Regions from separate parts of the Mus musculus genome. Here all the other regions are linked to region 1. Evidence: chromatin contacts called from public promoter capture Hi-C data. All regions are on one chromosome and are shown on one strand. The core of a region is the stretch at or near the end of the contact, and the rest is flanking DNA. Distances in the headings are between cores, read along the strand shown. Region 1 holds the start of Gdi1 (guanosine diphosphate (GDP) dissociation inhibitor 1). Region 2 holds the start of Bgn (biglycan). Region 3 holds the start of Ssr4 (signal sequence receptor, delta).

Region 1 (4,524 bases), core at 514-3,013:
TGGTGCAACAGTGACATTCAAGTAAGTTCTGTTGGCTGAAGTTTGTCAGGGCTGGCGTGTCTTCACTCTGTTCTGTTCATCTGACATCTCTGCATCCCCTGCCTCCCAGGTTCATTCTGGCTAGTCGCTTCTATCCAGTGTCTGCCCGATATTGGTTTGCCATGGAACGACTTGAAATCCACAGCAATGGCTCTGTTGCCCATTTCAATGTTTCCCAAGTCACAGGACCTAGCATCTATTCTTTCCACTGTGAGTACGTCAGCAGTGTGAGCAAGAAAGGCAATCTCCTTGTGACCAACGTGCCCTCAGTCTGGCAGATGACTCTTCATAACTTCCAGGTATTGAAAGGGTGATGGGCCCCAAGCTGGTGGCAGTAAGGGGAGGGAAGAAGGGCCCAGAGAATCTCAGTATGGTTTGAGCATGTAGCTGAGAGTTCCAGCCTTGTGCAGTCTCTGAAGGTATAGATTATTCATTGATTCCAGAATCCCAGCTCTTACTGTGTGTGGAACCTTGTGGAACCATCTGATCCATGTCAATGTGTCTCCTAGATCCAGGCCTTCAATGTGACTGGTGAACAGTTCTCCTATGCTAGCGACTGTGCTGGTTTCTTCTCTCCGGGCATCTGGATGGGTCTGCTCACCACCCTCTTCATGCTTTTCATATTCACCTATGGTCTGCACATGATACTCAGCCTAAAGACCATGGATCGCTTTGATGACCACAAGGGCCCCACCATCACTTTGACCCAGATTGTGTGACATACACCTGAGAGGAATTGAGGGAGTATTGGTGTCTAGGTTGTCATGTTTCTGTTTTGTGACACAGTGGATGGAAAGGTTTGTCCTCTTCCTACTATAGCATGAACCCTACATACGCCACCCTCAGTCTCTCTTGCTTCCTCTTTAACCCGGAGAGGGACTCCCCTGTGGCTATCCCCCATCTCTACCAACAAAGTGTATTCTTCATAGATATTAGATAAATCTTCCAGGCTTCATCATCAAGAGGGGAAGGGACCTTAATTCTAGGGTCTCCCCTTTACCCTCTCTCCTTATTTATTCTTGCCCCTCTGCTATTATTCCTTGCTGTTTATAGTGCTTTTGTGTAGTAAATGCTCACTCCCCAAGCTTTATGGAGCTTCCAGCAACAGCCATGAACTTGAGGTTCCTTGAATTTGCGAGGTGTGGAAAGACTACTTGACTGTCTGTCCAGCTTAGCTGTTATGTTTTTTGGGGGGGAGGGGTGATGTGTTAAGAGTGAGTGGTACACTGGGGTTTATTTCTGTGGCCTGGGAAGGAAGAAACCATCACGAGGATTGGTGAACAAAGTGTGCTCACTGGGTTTCTGGATTATTCCCATAAAGACTGCCTGTCAAGAGGCCGGAGGTGTGTGTGGGGGGTTGCTCTGTTGTTTCCTTCCTAATAAAATAAAGACGTGTTGCCTTGTGTTGGGCTTCGTGTCACTCATTTCTGCACTGAACAGTAGATTTTTTTTTCTTGACTGAAGGGAAGAAGTGCTCAGATGTAGTCCAGTCATGCAAGAGGTGAGAGAGGAAGGGTGGGAGGGTCTTCAGTAAGCTGATACTCTTAACAAACCTACTTAGAGTAGAGGCTTGTTACTTTTCCTGGCCTTGGGAGGAATCCTGACAATGGTAGCTCCGCTACTGTGCAACAACACACAGCAGGGCTTCCATACCTTGTGTTTCTCCCAGGGGGCGGTACGGGAGCGCGCGGGGCGGGGCGGGGCGCGCGCGGCTCCCGCGCAAGGATCTTTCGGAGGACTCAGCACCTGCTGCCGGCCTGCCCCGCCCCGTATTTTTCTGGGCTCACGAAGAGCCCCGATAACCCCTGCAGTCATTCTGGTGCTGGGACCCAGGTGACAGAAGCCCTCCCAGAAAACAAGCAAGGAAATGATGACTGGTTGGGCGGGGCGGGGCCAGCGGAGAGAGAGAGGGACTCATTAACGCTGCGTAGGGATCAGGAGACAACCGACAGACGCCATCTTTGGTTCAGTGCGGCGGCAGTGACAGAAGCAGCGGCAGGGGCAGCAGCAGCAGCGGCAGTAGCAGCAGTAGCAATAGTAGAGGTAGTGGTAGCGGCTGCTGTGGTGAAGGAGGAGGAGCAGAGCGGACGCTGGTACCAAGGCCTGATCATGGATGAGGAATACGATGTGATTGTGCTGGGGACAGGTCTTACCGTAAGTGCCACTTCAGGCTCTCATAGCCCTGCATCATGCCATCCCTCCCCACCCCACGCCATCCCTCCCCACCCCACTCCATCCCGCATTGATGCAGAGTCCGGTATCCGATCCATCCTCCCATCATCCTAGCTCCAGCCCTGGGAAAACCAACCCCATGCCCAACCCACTACCTCACCCTAGGATGTCGATTCCAGTTCCCAATTCTCTGTAGAGGGCCCCACTTTGTCCTGTGTTCCTGCACTCTAGTACTTAACCTCAGACCCCTATTCTTCCCTATCTCTATCACCGAGGTGGAAAACTCACCCCCCCACACACACAGTGGAACCATTGCACCCAGCCCCCACCCTTTGCCTGAACTCATCACCTGCTCCAAGGCCTTGATTAGCATCCCTTACCATCTTGTGATCAAACTAGGGGATGGAATATGAAGATGGGTATGGGGACATTACAAGGGTGGGCCCTCATCATGCTTTTCTGCTTTTTGGGATGGGATAGGAAACCCATGGAATGTTCCAGAGACAGCAGGAGTGTGTGTGTGGGGGGTGTGGGGGGGGGGTAGTGACCACTTTACCTCTGCCCCAACTTGGTTTCCCATGGAGATCTCAGACTGAATATATATCCTCAGCCTTTGTCCTTGGGTTAGTGACTGACTGGTGAGGGTGTTTGTCTCTTCCCTGCCCCCGCCCCCCCCAACCCCCACCCCCGGCCTAAATCTTTTTAGTTTGAACCCTGAGTCTAGACCAGTGGATAGGGCCAGAAGAGAGTCAGGGGCTCCTGCCCTTTGAAGGAGGAGCAGGGTGGGGCCTGGGATTTCAAGGACTTGGCCTTCTCTTTCAAAGGTCCTTTGAATTGGTTCTTCTTGTAGACTCATTGTCTTTTTGTGGGCTCAGAGAAGTAGATACTTCTCTTGGCTTGTTGATGCTGGAAGACTTGGAAGCTGAAAGCTCTGCCCCCCAAACCTCCTTTAATGCTCCAGTAGTTTACTCAGCAGGGTTGTAAAGGAAACATCATATGAAGCCATCTTCTCCTCCCCAGTTTTAGGCACTGAAAAGAGCTGCATTATAAAATTGGTGGTGGGCATGAAGCAAGTTGGAGGGTTATGGGGTATAGCTGCAAATGTCACTCCTTCCCCAGGAATGCATCCTGTCTGGCATCATGTCTGTGAATGGAAAGAAGGTGCTGCACATGGACCGAAACCCCTACTATGGGGGTGAGAGCTCTTCCATCACACCCCTGGAGGAGGTAAGATTTCTTATTCTTAGACCTGGGCTTAGACCCAGATCCTTGTTAGTCTTCCACATAGGTATAAGGGGGCGAAGTAATTCTCAGGTACTGGGCAGGAGAGTGGGAAAGGGCGACAGGTCCTTGACATTTTTCTTTCTTTCCTGTCCTGCTTACAGCTATATAAGCGCTTTCAGATACTGGAAGGGCCCCCTGAATCAATGGGCCGGGGCCGAGACTGGAATGTTGACTTGATCCCCAAATTCCTCATGGCCAATGGTGAGAGAGATTAAAAAGATGCTGTATATGGTTTTGGGGGTGGTGAGTGGGAAGACGGAGTGGGGAGAGATTGGTCAATCTCAAGAATATGGTCAGTCAGACTACTGAGAGTTTTTGAAGGAAAACACAACAATGTCCCTTATTTCCTCTGGACACAGGTCAGCTGGTAAAGATGCTACTATATACAGAAGTGACTCGATATCTGGACTTCAAGGTGGTAGAGGGCAGCTTTGTATATAAGGGGGGCAAGATCTACAAAGTGCCATCCACCGAGACTGAGGCCTTGGCTTCTAGTGAGTATGAGTCTCCTTAACCAGAGAATAATGGGGCTGGATGAGACAGACTATTTTCAGGACAGTTAGGCAAAAGGCTCATCTTTGCCTGAAACTAATCTTAGCTCTGTGTAGTCCTAGAGGACCCTTACTTTATAGTGTATTGATTGGACAGTGCTACCCATCCTGGCAAGTTGCCAGAAAGTTCACAGAACAGGATTCCTTTTTGTCAGAGGGCCTACTTGCCCTGTAGCATCCCTACGTGGAACTAGAAGGGTTTCTTCCTACAAAAAGAAAATTGAGATCAAGAAGGGTGGGGTAGTGTTACATGATAGAGTATTGGTGGGAGCCAATACTCTACATTACATACAACCAGCTTTCTTGGCCTGCTCTGGTGGAAAGAGGAGTTCTATGTCCCAGTAATGCTAAGGGTCTTCTCAATACCTTTCTTTCAGATCTGATGGGCATGTTTGAAAAACGACGCTTCCGAAAATTTTTGGTGTTTGTGGCAAACTTTGATGAGAATGACCCCAAAACCTTTGAGGGTGTTGATCCC
Region 2 (4,524 bases), core at 1,123-3,622, 820 kb before region 1:
TCTATGCCTTAGGTGTCCCTCTAGTGCAGTGGTTCTCAACCTGTAGGTAGTGACTCCTTTGAGAATTGAAGGACCCTTTCACAGGGGTCCCCTAAGACCATCAGAAAACATAGATATTTGCATTATGATTCATAACAGTAGCAAAATTACATTTATGATGTAGCAATTAAAATAATGGTATTAAAGGGTCAAAGTATTAGGAAGGCTGAAAACCACTGCTCTAGTGGGTCACAGAAGTTCTAGCTTGTGATCACTAGCTCCATCATGCTTCTCCTGGCCAGTGTTCTAGGGGGGTGAATAAAAACCCTAGAACAGTGAATGTAGGCTTAGGCCAAGTGGTACCATATTTAATAAGGGCTTTGTAGACAGGTACCTGGGGCAGTGGGTATATATTTTGTGAGTTTTCATCCTTAAAATAAAAGCCTTGGCTAGGTATGGTGCTTTGTGCTTCTAATTCCAGCACCCAGGAGGTGGAGGCAAAAGAATCAAGAGTTTAAGGTCATTCTGGACTATACAGCAAATCTGAGGTCTGCATGGGGTACAAGAAACCCTATCTCAAAAATCAAAGCAAAAGGAAAGAGTTATTGAAATATACTTGTTGAGTATAGTAAAGGCTCACTCTTTTGTAATCTCAGCATAGACAGATGAAAATTCTCACCATGAATTCAAGGATATCTAGTGGAACTTTATCTCAAAAATAGAAAGAAAAAAAAAGAGAAGAGATGAAAGATATATAAAATACAAGGCATACAGTTTAAATGAACTATTCAGCAGTTTTCACTTAGTATGTTCAGAGCAGTTTCATTGTTTCAAACTGAAGACTCAGAACTGATGAGATGCTGTTTCTTTCTGTTTCATTCTGGAAATCTCACATGAACAGGCCAGACATAATGTGGCCTTTTGCCACTGGCTGCACTCACCAAGCAGAATATTCCATATGTGCCTTGGACCTGCTGTAATTCCAGCACTCAGGGGGCAGAGACATGAGGATCTGGAGTTCAAGAGCAACTTCACTTACATAGTGAGTTGAAGGCCAGATGGGGCTACATAAGATCCTATAAATACATACATACATACATACACACACACACACACACACACACACACACACACACACACACACATGAGCAGACAAAAACCAGCAGCCTGAGAAGCCTGAGTGCTCCCTAGTCTCCTGGTCTGGACCATGGAATCCAAAGGCATCCACCGGCTCCCAACCCATATCCTGCTTCTCCCAATTTTCTCCTCTCTGCAGCCAGAAGAGACTGCTCTTGAAGGAAAGTTCGACACTGATTCTGGCTCCAAGCAAAATTCTACTGGAGATTCTGTCCTCAACTGAGAACATGCAGTGAACTTCACCTTGCCCTCTATCCAGTGGGCCTCTGCCTCAGCCCCTCACCTGAACTTTCTTTGTTTGCCCTTCCTTACACTTGGTCCCTGGTTTCATCTTTAGATTTCAGTGTGGCTCCCCAATTTAGTCTCTCCCACCATCTAAGGGCTCACCTTTACATCTTGGAAGCTGCCCTGGAAAAGGAGAGGTAGGACATCACTGGACAGGTAAATGCTACACTAGGGACCATGTCTCATTTGGACCCTCAAGAAGCAGTTGAGGTTTGGCAGCCTAGCCCTGTTAGGTCCTGAAATTGAAGGAAGGAAATGCTCATAAGAGAGACCATGGTTACTGCATCCTGGCCGGCCAGTAGGGGTTGAGCAAGAAGATAAGGAGCTTGTTTCTCTCCTCCAAATCAGCTTTGCCAACTTCTCAAAGGCTTCAGGGATGTGAGCCAAGAAGGCCTGCAGAAACTTGGGGTGGGGGTGGGGGGCAAATGCCTCGTTTTAAAGGAGGAAAGGAAGGAGAAGAGGAAAGGCTAACAGAGCCAGTGGGATCCTGGATCAAGCCCTTCCAGAAGCCTACCATCCTCTACATCTATAATCCCCAAAGTGCCCCTGGCTTCAGACTTAAGTTCTGGGTAGCCATCAGGTTACCTTTCCTCATCTTCCTCTCACTTTCTTCTGCCTAGCCCCACAACAGCAAGCACCTCAGTGTCCCCTTTTGGATAGTGGAAAGTTTGACTCTGTGAGACTGTCTGCCCAAAGACACCAAGGGTCTGTCCCTAAGTAAGTGAATGTGTGTTCTTTCAAACTATGCTTGAGGCAGGGGCCAGGGTGGGGGGCGTGAGGGGGAGGGGTGCCACATAGACCAGCCGTCTACAAGAAAATTGCTTCCTTTGAAGCTGCCAGGGGGGGCAGGAAGCCTGCCCCCTCCCTCCCAGCTGCCCTTCCTCCCCCCTTTTCTCCCTCTCTGCTCCACTAGCCCCCTCCCTTCTTGTCTCCCTCTCCGCCCCGTCCCCTCCCTGTCGGCCCGCCCGCCCAGCCTTTAGCTTCCCTCCCACCGCCTCTGTCTCCCTCTCTCCACGAACTGCCCAGGAGCGAGCAGCTGCTCCCGGTTGGCCCTGACGGACAGACAAACCGACAGCCTGACAACCTAGTCCACCAACTAAGCAGCCTGCACCTGGCTGCTTGTCCCTCCCCAGGTAGGGCCTGCTCACGCCGGGAACTGACTCCACTCTCTCGACAAAGACTTCCATCTGTCCTCCCTGTCTTCATTTCTGGCTATGCTGTACCCTCATCAGCCAAAGATGTTGGCAATCCTGCTGTCTCCACACCAGCCCTGCCGCATCTAGTCTTGCCGCCCCAGTGTCTATACTTCCACTGTCTCCTTGCTGCTCTCTATATTCCCCCAGGGCACCCACCAAAGGCTTTGTGTCCTTTTCATCAACACCACATTTCTGCCTCTTCTCCCCACGCTCTTCCCTGAACTTTCTTCCTACCCTTCCTTTCCCTTTCCTCTCTGACAGTGCCCAGTTGCTAAGCTCACCTATGCGTTGCTTCTCTGCTTCTGGGGATGGACAGGGAGCTCCCCCAGGGTGCTGCCCAGAGCACTGAGGCAGGGCTGGGTGGATGGCTAAGCTCTACCCATAGTCCTATCCCTTCATGGCAAGGCCCAGGCACACCCTTCACTCCTGCTAGCCTTGCTCTCCCAGCTCAGCCTTTCTTGGGGTCTTGGCACCTGGCCAGGTCAGGGAGGATGGAGCCAATGCAAAACTCAGCATTGGCACAGTCTCCCCTTGGAGTAGTCAGAGACACTTGTGCTCCCAGGCACACCTCAGGCACCTTGCCCTAATATTCCATACTCACCATAGACTAATGTTCTGCTTCCTCTTGAGCTGAGATGCACAATGGGCAGATGATGGGATGGGGGTAGAAAATGGGGAAATTGTGCCATGTTTCCAGGAAGAAAACGTGGCTTAGAGCCCTGAGGAGCCTGTCAAGAGACTCAGAAGAAGAAGCAAGACAGACAGAGTCAACTGGGCATTAACCAAGTCTGGTGAAGGTTAGCGGACTGGAGTACCTAGAATAAGAGGTCCAGAGCTGTAGGTAGGGCAGGCAGAGGAAATCTTTATTAGGCCAAGGGCACCTGGGTGACTCCAATTTCATGTTTAGGAGCTGTTGCCTCTCTAGTCTGCCAGTTTTCTGCCTTGAAATGACTGAAATTGAGACACACTTAAGATGTTCCCTATGCTAGCAAGAGTCCTAAGGGCTGGCATCTGGACATGCAATCAGTTGCCTGTACCACCTACACCCTAGGAGAGCTTGTGGGTGGGCATGGTTGCTTTGTGTAAAACATGACTGTGTATTGCTGCTGAAGGCTAAAGCCGGGGTTGAGGGGGGGCTTTGAGGACAGGTAATGCGGATATACTGATAGAAGGATGTGGGTCTGCCTCTAAGCCACAAGGGTAAGGCAGCATGAGGAGGCTCTGATCCAGGCAGTAGAGAGGGCGTCATAGCCAGCTGGCTGCCTGGGTGTGGCAGCTGGGCCTCTCTGGCCCACTCCTACACTGACTTTCTCTCCACCCCAAAGGACTTGAGTCTACCACTGCTTCTCTTCCCTACCCAGAACAAGGACCAAGGTCCTACTACATGCAAAGTGAATCGGAACCATGGAGTTTAGAATTTAGAAGCCCAGATGGGTATGCCAGCCAGTGACCATCATGTCAAGTAATCTGCTATAACTGACCAAAAATTTTTTTCAATCCCTCTAAAATCCTATGCTGTTGGGGGATTGGCAACATGGTGGAATAGAAGGGAAAGGGATGCTGTGGAGGTAAGAAAGAGCTTTTTTCAGCAATATTCTATAGTCCTCCAGTCATAGCATCAAATCCTCTGAAGAGAGATTTGTAATGAGGCTATATTTGACAATTTGCACTGGGATACTCTCCAGAAGACTTGTTTTTTGTCACATTGTTTTGGGATGGGATGGGGACTAGACTCCATTCCAATCTCCCTTTTGCCTGGGCTCATCCACCATGGTCTTTCACTTTTTCTCCCTGTAGAAACAGAGTACCATAAGTCTGTCCCAGGAGTCACTTGTCCTTGGTCCACAGATTCTCAGCATGCCTCCCTAATGAGGCCAAAATACCAAGGAAGCTTCCTTGTCAACCCCCCCCCCATTACCTCCACACC
Region 3 (4,524 bases), core at 998-3,497, 520 kb before region 1:
TCCCTTTGAACTGTAGCTGTGGCAATGATCCAGCCTTCTAAGAGCCTGCACCAGGTGTGGCTCAAAATCTGTGCAACTCATTCACAGATGGCAACAACATTGCTAGGGCTGAATCTATCCCACAGCTGCCTCCTATGCTAGATGTTACAGTGGTCATTGTCCCAGTCCTAGAAAACGTCCCAACCACAGGCTCCTGATCTTGCTATATACAGATATGGATAGTTTCTTTTAGAGGGTTACAAAGCTCTCCCTCTTGAGTCCAATTGTCCAATCAAAGAAGCCCAGTATGAGGCAGGCTGAGGAGAACACAAGTCTTCTACTCTGTCATCATCCTTAGCTAGTCTGCAGGAAGACAAAGGCCAGGGTGGTTCAATCTCCTGCTGATGGACTCCCATACTTGATGTTTTCCTAAGGCTTCTCCCTTTGTCATGTTTGTGTTTGGTCAATTACCAATAATGATAGCATGATTTCCCAGGGGATGTCAACCAGCAGGACTCAAGACCTTGAGTTGTCTATATGGGTTCCTATACCCAGGACAATCAGTCTCAGGGCAAAGCCCTGCCTGGCTACCAATCATTCCACTGCCACCTAGTCCCATCCCAACAAAGGCACACAAGCATTCAGGAGGAAAGGTCTTCATTAAGAGTTTACAGAAGCCTAGCTTCTGGAGCCATCAGGGTCTCTAGTAATCCTCTATATGCTGCTGGTCTTTCCTCAACAATGAGGAAGAAGCCATAGCACACGTGTGGCAATGAGAAGATGATTCTGTGGGGTCCTTTTTCTCCTTGCATTTTACAAGAATTCCAAGGATTAAACTTGGTATCCAAGCTTGGAGGCAGGTGCCTTTACCCACTCAGCCATCTGGCTGAACCAGAAGTCCCTATTTTAAATAGAATTTCATGTAGCATATGTAGCTCCCTTCCCCAAACAAAACAAGACAAAACAAAAAAGCCCCCAAGACCCCAACAACAACAACAACAAAAAACCCCATGGCATTCTGGAAGGTCAGAGTCAGCAAATGCTTTGAGAACATAAAGTCCTCTCTCCTCACTGGAACCCAGAGAGAAAAGAGAGCTGGCCTAATGCCATATTCTAGGTCAGTGGAAGAGCAAGGCCTAGAGGTCATAGCTCTTATTCCCCAGAGCTAGTTGTTGGTTTTCTGGTGCTAAGCAGTGCTACCCAGGAGCTAAACCAGCTAACCAAGACTCCAAAGAAAGAACCAGGAAAGCAAAGCCCTAGAAGCTTCCAGTCTTAGAACCCTGGTTCACTCTCATTACAGGGGTTTGGGCTTGTTTGTTGGCCTTTTGGTTAGAATCAAGTATCTAGGTGCTTGGTAGGCGGAAGATCTGGAGGGATCAAGGATTATGGATAGCCAGATGGCGGCGGTGCATGCCTTTAATTAATCCCAGCACTTGGGAGACAGAGGCAGGAGGATTTCTGAATTCAAGGCCAGCCTGGTCTACAGTGTGAGTTCCAGGCTACAGAGAGAAACCGCGTGTTCGACGAGACAGAGAGAAACCGGGAGAGGGAACGCGGGGACACAGCGAGAGACACACAGCGAGAGAGATACTGATAAAGTCTGATTTTCCACCTCCACTAGGGCAAAGCAGTCTAAGAGAGGGAAAACCAAGGAGGAACTGAGTCCAGAAACAGGCTTAGATGGTACATGCAAGGTGGGCCAGGACACGTGGCCTCTTCAAAAGGGCTTCCACAAGGACACTACGGAGGGGACACCTAGCTACTGCGGTCTACCTTCCCAACCCTTCCGGAGGAAGGCACAGAGGAGCCAGATCAGAGTCAATTTCGGCCAACCGCCTCACGGACAGCAGAAGCAACCAGTGAACCCCAGAGTGCAGCCCTCTCCCCGCCCCTCCTATGGCTCGCACAGCCAATCGAATTCCGTGTTTGCTCAAAGAGCCGTTACCCGACTCCGGGTCTCAATTGGGTGTTAAGTCCCTCTGTAAGCCTGCAAATGTCCCACCGCCCATTCACCACTCACCTCCCAAGGACGGCAGAGGAGAGTTGGCTTGAGCATTGCCTTTGCAGCACCGCCAGCAGCTATCGCCACCTTCAGCGCCATGACGAAAAGTGAGGACCTCTACAGGTCAAAACATTAAGCACCGTTCTCGCGACAGTTGGGGACAGCGAGAAATCCGGGGTATGGGTTGAGAAAACGCTAGCATTACGCACGCGCACAGTCACACCGGTTCTTACGCCCCCTTCCGGTGCCTAGAGCACTGTTCCGCCATCTTGGGGAGGGGAAGGCTGAGAAGGAGGGAAGTGCGACCGGTTGGGACCCTGGCTAGGGAAGCGGACACGTCAGTGCCGCCAGCGACGTCACCATGCCCGACCCAGCCCGCCGACGCACGATTGGGTGCTGAGGCCGCTTACGCGTCGCGCTTCCTCGTCTGCTCCGCATGTCCAGGGTGGCTTGCTCTCTTTTCCCCTCGGAAGAGAAGAGGCGATGGCGGCGATGGCATCTTTCGGCGCCCTGGCACTACTCCTGCTGTCTGGCCTATCTTGCTGCTCAGGTAGCGGCCTGGCCGGAGCTTGTTTCGGGGCGCGCCCCTGCTGTTGGCAGGTGGTGCTGGGGGGAGGAAGGGTGTGCGCGAGGTGGGGATCTGGCCCTTCCCGGGGCTCGTCGCTACTGACGGGATCTTCCCCCGATGGGTGTTGTGTCGTGGCGACCAAAGCACCACACACACGTTTACCCGACAGCCAGGTTGCTTCCTTGTCTGCTTTTGGGAGAACCCCCAAAGCAGTACCATGCTCCGACCACCAGCTCCAGCAGGGAAGGTGATATGTATGTCCCTGGTTCCTGTGTCAAAAGGTAGTCGCACAAGAGCAGTGCTGGCAGCTACGAACCAATGCTGCATAGGCCAGGCTTCCCCAAGAGAAACCTAAGAGAGGGAGGCAGATCAGAGTAAGGGCACTAGGCGAGTTAGATAGGGAACCGATGAAGTGAGCAAGGGCTTTTAGTGCCCAGAGCCTCGACTTTTTGTGACGCCTTGGTATATCCCACCCCAAAGTTCATAGCAAAATTGAACCGTGCACAGACCCGTTGATATTTGTGAGACATCTGTAACGTGGTAGTGGGGCTGAGCTCAATCTGGAGTGCCGGCATGTGTTTTGAAAGATGTTAGCACCTCAGACCTGAGAGCCTGAACTAAGGACGATTTGGTTTCTGTACATACAGGTAGCCTCTGGCCATCCCTTCTACCCACCCCTCAGAGAATCCTTCAGTCTGTTGCTAGCAGTGTCTTAAAAAGACAAACCTGGCTGTAACATCTATTAGGGGTTCCATAGTGTCTACAGGGAAAGGCCCAGCTGAGCAGGTCACAGAAGGGTTGGTGGAATATGGCCTTGAGAGCCATTCCCAGGCATTTTCCTCCTGCCATTTATGCCGGTACAAGGTCTTCTCTAGCTTAATCGGTCATTCTTTCAAGACATCACATTTGGAGAAGAGTTGGATGAAAACTTTTCCTCAGGGGTGTTTAGTTTACAGGGGCAGGTTTGGTGTTTGGGCCCAGAATTTACTTCTCTCAGGAAACACTAGAACCAGTCTTGACATTCTGTCACCTGGATGGGTCTAGAGACCCTTATCTTGAAAGTCCCTGTGTGTTAACAACACCCCATTTAGTGTCTGCAGAATGCTTTCAGTAGGCTATTGAAGAAGCTCTGAATTGAGGCTGCCTTGACCTACTGGGCTTCTGGGGTACTTTAGGAGCAGGTGAGCTGCTTTGTGGCCTCCCTATCATAGATTCAGATACTAATTTCATCAGCCTCCTGCCTGCCTCAAACATGGCTGTTGCTTCCATGTTGTTGCATCCAGACTCACCTCTGCAGAGCTTTCCCTACCTCACTCTGGCCTGGCTCATCAGCCCTCACTGGCCCCTTCCACTCTACTTTTGACTGAGTACTAGGATCCATCTCCCAGACCCCACTTTCTGTCAGGAATAGAAGAGTATGTGTATCCTCAGCTCACCAAGTCTGAGAGGTGGAGCCAGGGTAAGCCCTTTTGCCTGGAACACACAAATTGGCTTTGCCTCCTCTCCACAGCAGAGGCCTGCCTGGAACCACAGATCACCCCTTCTTACTATACAACTTCAGATGCCGTCATTTCTACAGAGACTGTATTCATCGTGGAGATTTCACTGACCTGCAAGAACAGGGTCCAGGTGAGACAGTAGGGACTCAGCAGAGAGGGTGCAGGGGAAGAGATGAGGGTGGCAGACTCATTCACTGGCAGTTGACAGTGACCTGAGGATCCTATCAACAGGGAGAATAAGGATTCCAATTCACAGGGTGCAGGAGAGATGAGGGCACAGCGAGGCCAGATCCTAGCAAGTACTTCAAGAGCATTTTCCTGACCTGCTTGGTATGCTTTGCCTCCATGCAGTAATGTGGGTAGACACCCCACTGTTTCCTGGATGAATGTCTGGAATGGGAGAAAGAACTAGGGTCAGGCCCCTCTATCTTTTTTTCTCGTTGTAGTTTGCCTGAGTATGTGTCTGTATGAATGTT

Evidence for each region. Promoter capture Hi-C pulls out the DNA fragments that hold promoters and counts their contacts. Capture Hi-C pulls out chosen DNA fragments and counts their contacts.
Region 2: a promoter capture Hi-C map of cranial neural crest shows a contact between it and region 1. The contact joins the promoter of Bgn here to the promoter of Gdi1 in region 1. A contact is called at or near these places in 2 of 39 promoter capture datasets (cranial neural crest and liver) and 1 of 9 other capture datasets (liver).
Region 3: a promoter capture Hi-C map of pancreatic islet shows a contact between it and region 1. The contact joins the promoter of Ssr4 here to the promoter of Gdi1 in region 1. A contact is called at or near these places in 8 of 39 promoter capture datasets (the HPC-7 cell line, the SN4741 cell line, cranial neural crest and 5 more), 2 of 484 Hi-C or Micro-C datasets (LSK cells and regulatory T cells), 5 of 115 datasets of contacts at active chromatin or transcription factors (astrocytes, large pre-B cells, memory CD8 T cells and 2 more) and 3 of 9 other capture datasets (adipose tissue, liver and pancreatic islet).

Annotation. Positions count from the first base shown.
Region 1 is chrX:74,303,249-74,307,772 of GRCm38.p6, forward strand. It overlaps Gdi1 (guanosine diphosphate (GDP) dissociation inhibitor 1), which reads left to right and starts at 1,764. Exons shown (of 11, transcript NM_010273.4): 1 at 1,764-2,193; 2 at 3,331-3,438; 3 at 3,597-3,696; 4 at 3,855-3,989; 5 at 4,424-4,524. The coding sequence starts at 2,149. Atp6ap1 (ATPase, H+ transporting, lysosomal accessory protein 1) reads left to right here. Exons shown (of 10, transcript NM_018794.4): 8 at 1-21; 9 at 110-338; 10 at 549-1,473. The coding sequence ends at 758.
Region 2 is chrX:73,481,229-73,485,752 of GRCm38.p6, forward strand. Bgn (biglycan) reads left to right here and starts at 2,373. Exons shown (of 8, transcript NM_007542.5): 1 at 2,373-2,534.
Region 3 is chrX:73,784,776-73,789,299 of GRCm38.p6, forward strand. Ssr4 (signal sequence receptor, delta) reads left to right here and starts at 2,248. Exons shown (of 6, transcript NM_001166480.2): 1 at 2,248-2,531; 2 at 4,060-4,178. The coding sequence starts at 2,465. It overlaps Idh3g (isocitrate dehydrogenase 3 (NAD+), gamma), which reads right to left and starts at 2,122. Exons shown (of 13, transcript NM_008323.1): 1 at 2,000-2,122. The coding sequence starts at 2,080.